Regions from separate parts of the Sus scrofa genome. Here region 1 is linked to region 2. Evidence: chromatin contacts called from public HiChIP or PLAC-seq data. All regions are on one chromosome and are shown on one strand. Each heading gives the region's core, a stretch centred on a gene start, on an enhancer-like site or on the middle of the called end of the contact. The rest is flanking DNA. Distances are from core to core; before and after follow the strand shown.

Region 1 (3,522 bases), core at 20-2,519, 300 kb after region 2:
ACATAAAGTTAAAATAAGCAGCTAAATGCAATATATCCCAAAACAAAACATCTAATGAAGAATTTATTCCTTATTCTACACATTCAGTTTGAGGTCTAAAACCTGTTTTTCCCCAGTTTCCAAATCAGTGTTTCCACATCCATTGCCCCTTTAGCTCTGACCTTTGCTTTCATGTGTTTCCTAATGTCTTCCATTATGTGCCGCCTGCATCTAGCCTCCTGCTCACACACTGTGATCAGTCCCCAATGATCCTGCCCAATTTTTTTTGGTTTCTCACATAAATGTACATCATGGGACTCCTCCACTGACAGTAGCTTTCTTCACAACACCTGTTACCAAAACCCACCAAAGGGTTTTAACCAAAAACTATAAAATGTCTTTATGTGGCTACTCCAGACAATCTTTTATTCCCCAATCTTCCCATTTCTCTCAGTATAACTCTTTTAAATAAATCTCTATTCCTTTCAATCTGGCTTTCACAAGGACTCAAGTTTTTACGTAGGCCGCAGATTGGAAGGAACTCTGAAATACAAAGATAAAAGTGTCTACCAAGAAATTTCTTGGGAGAACTGGGTACCTTGCTGCTAACACTTTCAGAATTGGTCTAAAATTAAAGTTGGATTAGTATGGCTTCACAGAGAATTTATTTTTGCTACCTTTGGTCGTTTCGATGCTGCATTTAAAAACCAAACCAAACCAGGGCACTCTCACGAGTTCCTAGATCCGTCCTTTAAAAGTGGTTTGCCCCTGTCTTGTAAAAATGGAAATGGAGAATTCTTCTCCTTTCGAACGGTTTGCACAAGCGGCCTTCCCGTAATTAATATTTGATAAAGACCAAGACACCATAAAACAAAGAACATAAAATGTTACTGACAAAAACGTGACGATAAAGCCGATGAACTCCATGAGTTCTTGAGAAGCACTGCTAAAAAACCAAGACATGCTTCCTGACATAATTAAAAAGCGTTTTTAGGTTCCACGTGAAGAATGTATCTGCCCACGTTCCTTTTCACGAGTGACACTCCTACTGCCTCAGGACGGATGCTTAACGACACTTTGGGTGGATCAAGCCGGTGCAGGAAGAGATTTAGAGGGAAAGGCTGGGTCCAGCCCAGCACTGGGACCGCGCCCAGCAGGCATCTGGATCGCTTAAGACTCAAGGGGAAAATAAAGCTCGCGTTTTTACCTCACATACCATTAACTTTCCACAGAGATTTCCAGAAACCTCACTCACAGCCAGAAACCCCAACCCTGTGGGCGGGAGGGGATGGAGGGGGGGAAAAAAAAAAAACACAAAAAACCTACTACGCCACCATTTCCGCCTTGCCGGGCCAACAAACGTGCAAAGATGGAGAAAGACGCACGTCCCGGCAGCGCCTACGTCCCCAAAACGCGCAAGTGCGAGCGAGGTCCCGCCCCCTCGCGCCCCCAGCGAGGCGCGCGCACCAGAAACCAGCCCCCCGCTGGCGCCGCCCCGGGCTTCCGCCCCGAGGCCCGACGGTCGCTGTTCGGTTCCGGTTCTAGTCCCGCCCTCACGCGGGAACCCTCCAGAAATCTTAATATCCGGGACCCGAGGCCGCCGGCAGCGCGCATTTCCGGCGACAGAAAGGATCCGGTGACGCCTCTTCCCTTCTCTCCTGCCGCCCAGGCTCCGGCTCTCGGTGCGGCAGCGCCATCTGGTGCCGAGTGTCTCGCCGCCCGCGGAGGGGGCGCGCGCCTTTCGGAACCTTCCAGAGAAAACGCGGCCCCGGTTCTGCTCTGTCCCGCCCTCGGGAAGGGAGCGACCAGAGGCTCCGCCCTGCCGAGTTCCCGCGCAGGAGGTACTTTGCAGCACTTTGAATTGGTAGCTGCTTGTATGTGTTAGCTTGAAAATACCCGAGATGGAGCGGAAACGGAGTTCTTTCTCTAGTTTTAAGCCCAGAAAAAAAGCAGGTCTTTTTTTGTCTCCTCATACTTTGCTCTTGAGTCCTTCTCAATCATCCCTGCGTCGATTTCTTAGTCTTTTGGGACCGGGCTCCACCATTTCTTGCTTGGTGGGAAGATGGCACAGGTGTTGTGTCTTAGATTGGTTTCTGCTGTAAGAGGTTTTGTTTCCCTTTGATGATTAAACATACAGCGTACGTGTTTGGAGCCCCTGAAGGAGGGGAGAATTTCATGGATAACTTTTTAAAAAATAGGCCAAGGAAATTTCCGAAAGGTAGCCTCAGAAACACTCCGGATAAATATAGACTTGTTCGTGTGTCATATTTCTCTTAGATAACGGACGGGGAAAAGAAAACCTTTCCCCTAAGTTAGCAAAATCAATGTAAATTCTTCCTTGATGAATTTTTGCTTAAGAACCTCGATTTTCCTGGAAGTTTGAGGCCTGATTGTTTGGTAGTGAGCAATGGGTTGTTCTTAGGGCTTTACCAGAACGCGGCTTAACTGAGTATTTTAAGTGGAAGTTAGTGAAGGAAGTTTCCTGTAGCCTTCAGCGCCTACTGAAAGCACTGCTTCACTGGGCGATTCTCCTGCGGCAGCGATTCTCAAACGTGAGCATGCATCAGGTGTCCCTGGAAGACTTGTTAAAATAGATTGGCCTTAACCTGAAAGATTTTAACTGGGAAAGGCTGGGGGTAGAGCTGAATAATCACGACTCTGATAAATTCTCTGGTGATAACTTAAGCTGTGGGTAGTAGCACCACACTTGGAATAATTTATAGAGTTGAGGGTTGCTTTGTCAGTAATGCATGAGAACGGGGGTTTGATTCGTATCCTTGCCCAGTGGGTTAAGGATCCAGCCTTGCCCTGAGCTGTGGTGTAGGTCGCAGAGGTGGCTGGGATCTTAGGTTGCTGTAGTTGTGGCTGTGGCTTACAGCTCCGATCCGATTTGACCCCTACCCTGGGAACTTCCATATGCTGCGGGAGTGGCCCTCAAAAAGCGGGGTGGGAGGGAGATAATGCTCTTTGCAATTGATTACAAGTGATAACTAAATCTGGAGAAATCCATTGTGGGCAAGTAACAAACTAAGCACTAGAGCCAGGAAAGTTCGACGTGAATGAATAGTCACACATTAAAGCAACTACTGCCCATAAACACATTGTGTATGTGTGAGAGAGGGTACTGTGGTAACAGTTATACTAAATATTTCAATTATCCTGCTGTAATTTCTGTCCTTCCCATTCACTGTTAAAAGTCAGTAAATCAGAAATGACCAGTAAGGGCAAAATTGTTACAACCTAACATTCTCATTTTGCTTTTTGGTAGACACCAAAATTTCCCAAAAAGGACATAGATATTAGTTAGTCCTTTGTATCTTCTCAAATTTTCTTTCACTGAATCTTCTAGCAACCCCGCTCCACCCTGTCATGCCAGTTGCCAAATGTACACAGTGTTTTCATTTGTAAAAATGGTCACCTCATTTGCAGAAATGGCTTACCTAATCTTTCCTGCAGGCCTTTTCTCTTATTGACAGTGGATAAAGTGCAGGCACACTGCAAATTTTATCCTTATGCCTAATTGAAATACAAATTTTTTAGATA
Region 2 (3,280 bases), core at 383-2,882:
CACAGGGCAGCTGCGCTTTAAGAATTCAAACTCAGCGAACAGTGCCCACAGGGATGGTTTTGTCTGGAGTGTAGTGGTATTAGCAGCTGAACTTGGCAGGTGCGACTTCTGACTTCTGACTCCTGATGTCATCTGCACTATACTAAGCTGTTATATTTATCACTTAAAATGAAAATGGTTCAAAAATGAGAATACACTAACAGCTCCTATTTTTTAATATTGTATATACTGTTGCTTTTATTGGAATATTTTAGAGATTCTCTATGTATACACACAAATATCCATATCTTATATGAAGATGAGTATGATTTATTTGAATATGATATATATGTCTATATAAACGTTAGAAAATATTAGGTGACAGTTTGCATTATTATCCACTTACTGGAATTAGGAATTCTAAAAATTATGTATATTTAAGCACACCAGATCAGGGCAGACTGCACCCATTTTAACCTAGCTTCTACAACTTCAACCTGTTTGAGAGAATGCCTGTTATTTCACAATGCAAGGAACTGTGATGAGAAAATCAAACGATAATTACAAACAGAAAAAAGATTAGTACAAGTAGCTTCAAGAGCAGGCTACTGCAAGCAAAAGCATCACTGTATAAGATTACAGAATTTTGTTTTCAGTGACCAGAGTTTTTCAGCTTTTTCAGTCTAAGGACACAGAGGCAACTTGATAAGTGACACACATGCTAAAAACTAACAGCACAGGACACAATATAAATATCTTGCTGACATCTGAAATGTCTCTGGGCGTCAAAGAGATGGCTGGAGTGATTCGCTGTATTTTTAAGCAGTGACACAGATTTATTAGAAGGTTATTCTTTTCCTCAAGGTTGCCGAGGTAGGCAGCATAAGAGGAGCGGCTGAAATCCAAGGCTTCTGACTGTTACCTTGGTCCCTGCAATAAATTCAAAGTGTCTTCATCAGGCCTGACAGGACACTGTCAGAAATTGGCATTCTTTCACACATTAGAAAAATGGGTCTGGATGCTATCCTGTCACCTGTCAGCATATGTCAGCGCATGTGAGCTCAGCACTCGCAGAACATACTGGCGGGCGTATCTGACCCTCACAGACAGATAAGGTATACATCACAGAGAGTATGTTCCAGAATCTCCGAAAGGCCGTCTCGCACACATCTCTAAACAACTGCATAAGCAGAAGCGAGTCTACAGAGAATTCCGTCCACTGATATTCTCTCCCCCCGCCCCCTTAAATCTAGACTCTAGAAACAAGTTAAGCTTCTGAAAAGACAGTAAGACAAAATGTGCAACTTTCAGTTTCTGACTGCCCGAATAAGACAAGACATCAACGTGGCATTTATTACGAAACGTGTGGAAAGGGGGCCCTGTAGAAAGCGTGTGGTTGCTCGGAACAGCGCCACCTCATTCAAAGGTGCCAGGAACACTAACGAGACCAGGATGTCAGCAAAGGCAGAAAGAGATCAATACTCGGCCCCATTCGTACTTGTCCCACCACCGGGCACTCTGCTGACTCTATGTAAATGAAATCAATCAGCAAGGATTTCTGTAAATGCAAAAAACAGTTGTCCTCTAGACTCGGCCCGAAGATAAATGATTCCAGACGTTGGACGGCAGCCACTTTCCCACACATGCTCTGAAGTTCTGACATCCATATTGGGCCATAACACTGAGTGGTTTCTGCTTCTGCCAGTTTACGGCCTGTGCTTCTTCCACTTCTGGTTGGGACTCCACGGCTTGCTAACGCCAGCACAAAGTAAGTCCCTTTTCGCCTGTGTCAATTTTAAGAGAACTGCCTTTTCTAACACAGGGGATCCTGTGATCCCCCTCCAAACTTTCTGCTACTGCTTGTGTAAACGTATCATTCCAAATCACTGCTTTAGATCTCTTTGGAATGAGACACATCCCAGCCTAATAAAACACATGATATGGGACATGAAATGCAGATGTCTTAGGTGTAACACACAATAACAAACAGCACAAGTCCAACTTTGTTTGAAAACTAAGACGTTTGAAAATGTATTAAACATATCCAGCAGGATTGTTTTCTATGGCAGTTTATAAAGAAGATCCAGACGCAGCTTTCTTTAAAAACTATGTCAACACAATAACATTAGGAGGAAAGGCATATAGAAGTTTAGCTCATGTTCACGGCTATTTCTGCAACTGATCTCAGGGAGTTAAGTACCCAATAGACAGCATTTTCTGCCAGCCTCTCACATCTGAGAGGACACTTTCTCGCTCAGTTGCCTTTGAGGAAAGATACAGGTAATTCTGCCCATAGTTCAAAAAAATAAGAAAGAAAACCTGATATCAGTATCTTTACACTAACTGAGATAAAACAATTTTCTGAGGTTAAAGTAAATAAATCTTACTGTAAGTTTCAAATGTTTTTAAAGTGAATAATCAAAAGGAGAGCCACTGCTTTAAATCTTAAATCAAATTCTTGCTACAAGATCGTCCCTCTAAATATCAAGGACACCCAAAGAACACTTTATACACATCCATAACACAACTCCCAGTATAAATAGGAAATAAGTGTTGTCTTACCCATGCCAGGGCCTCTTCAATGGAATACAAACTTACTTTGTTTAAAAACGTCCTTAAGCTGTGCTGTACCTTTGAAACAAAACCATTCTTGTCTTCATTTCATTTTCTGCTTTCTTGAAAATCGCGTCTCTGAAACTGACAGATGGTGCATCTGTCGCTGAGTGTTTCCTCTTGGTTATCTCTGCCAGCTAATATTTCCCCCGTGCTTAGCTGTTGTCAGTGAGACTGTTCCACATCCTTCTAGCCTGGTCAATGCTGTGCCTGGTCTGAGGGTGGTTTTGGCCCCGCCTCTAGCTCTAAGAGAAAAACGAAAACTCACAGCTGGATTTCCTATAAATCCTCTCCTTTAAAACTGGCTCAGTAGCTACGGCACGTACCAGAGGAAAAAAGCTGCTGGTCTGTCCCAGACCAAGAGGGGCGATCCTCGTTTAGGGGTCTCCCCCGGCAAGGGTGTAGGTTATATAACAAATCCCATGGTAAGTTGTCCTCAAACTTCAGAGGACAGGAGGGAGGGTTTTCAACCAGGCGTAGGTTTTTCCATGCCTACAGAGACTCGAAAGATGCCCATGACTGAAACACACACACACACACACACACACACACACACACACACACACACACACACGCATGTGCCCATGACGGGATAACTCTGAACATGTTAAAATTATGAAAACTGATTCCAAGGAAAAAAATGGAAAAGGAAAAAAAATGCCGAAACAGGACATTATAAAACTGGTGT

What was found. HiChIP or PLAC-seq counts read pairs in DNA pulled down with a chosen protein or histone mark.
Region 1: an H3K27ac HiChIP or PLAC-seq map of skeletal muscle shows a contact between it and region 2, with 4 times the contacts expected there. The contact joins the promoter of LOC106507939 here to the enhancer-like site in region 2. A contact is called at or near these places in 3 of 5 promoter capture datasets (fetal liver and liver), 4 of 47 Hi-C or Micro-C datasets (embryonic fibroblasts, liver and skeletal muscle) and 2 of 2 datasets of contacts at active chromatin or transcription factors (alveolar macrophages and skeletal muscle).

What each region holds. Positions count from the first base shown.
Region 1 is chr11:9,911,503-9,915,024 of Sscrofa11.1, forward strand. LOC106507939 reads left to right here and starts at 1,270. Exons shown (of 4, transcript XM_021065188.1): 1 at 1,270-1,820. The coding sequence starts at 1,349. All of the region lies in intron 1 of LOC110255744 (a long non-coding RNA gene), which reads right to left.
Region 2 is chr11:9,615,924-9,619,203 of Sscrofa11.1, forward strand. All of the region lies in intron 1 of STARD13 (stAR-related lipid transfer protein 13), which reads right to left. Among named protein-coding and RNA genes, the nearest start is that of STARD13, 120 kb to the right of the region's middle. Within about 2 kb of position 1,633, at least 43 of the 83 cell types and tissues checked have an H3K27ac peak or open chromatin away from gene starts, as enhancers often do. A contact at or near this core is called in fetal liver, liver and skeletal muscle, where this site is marked.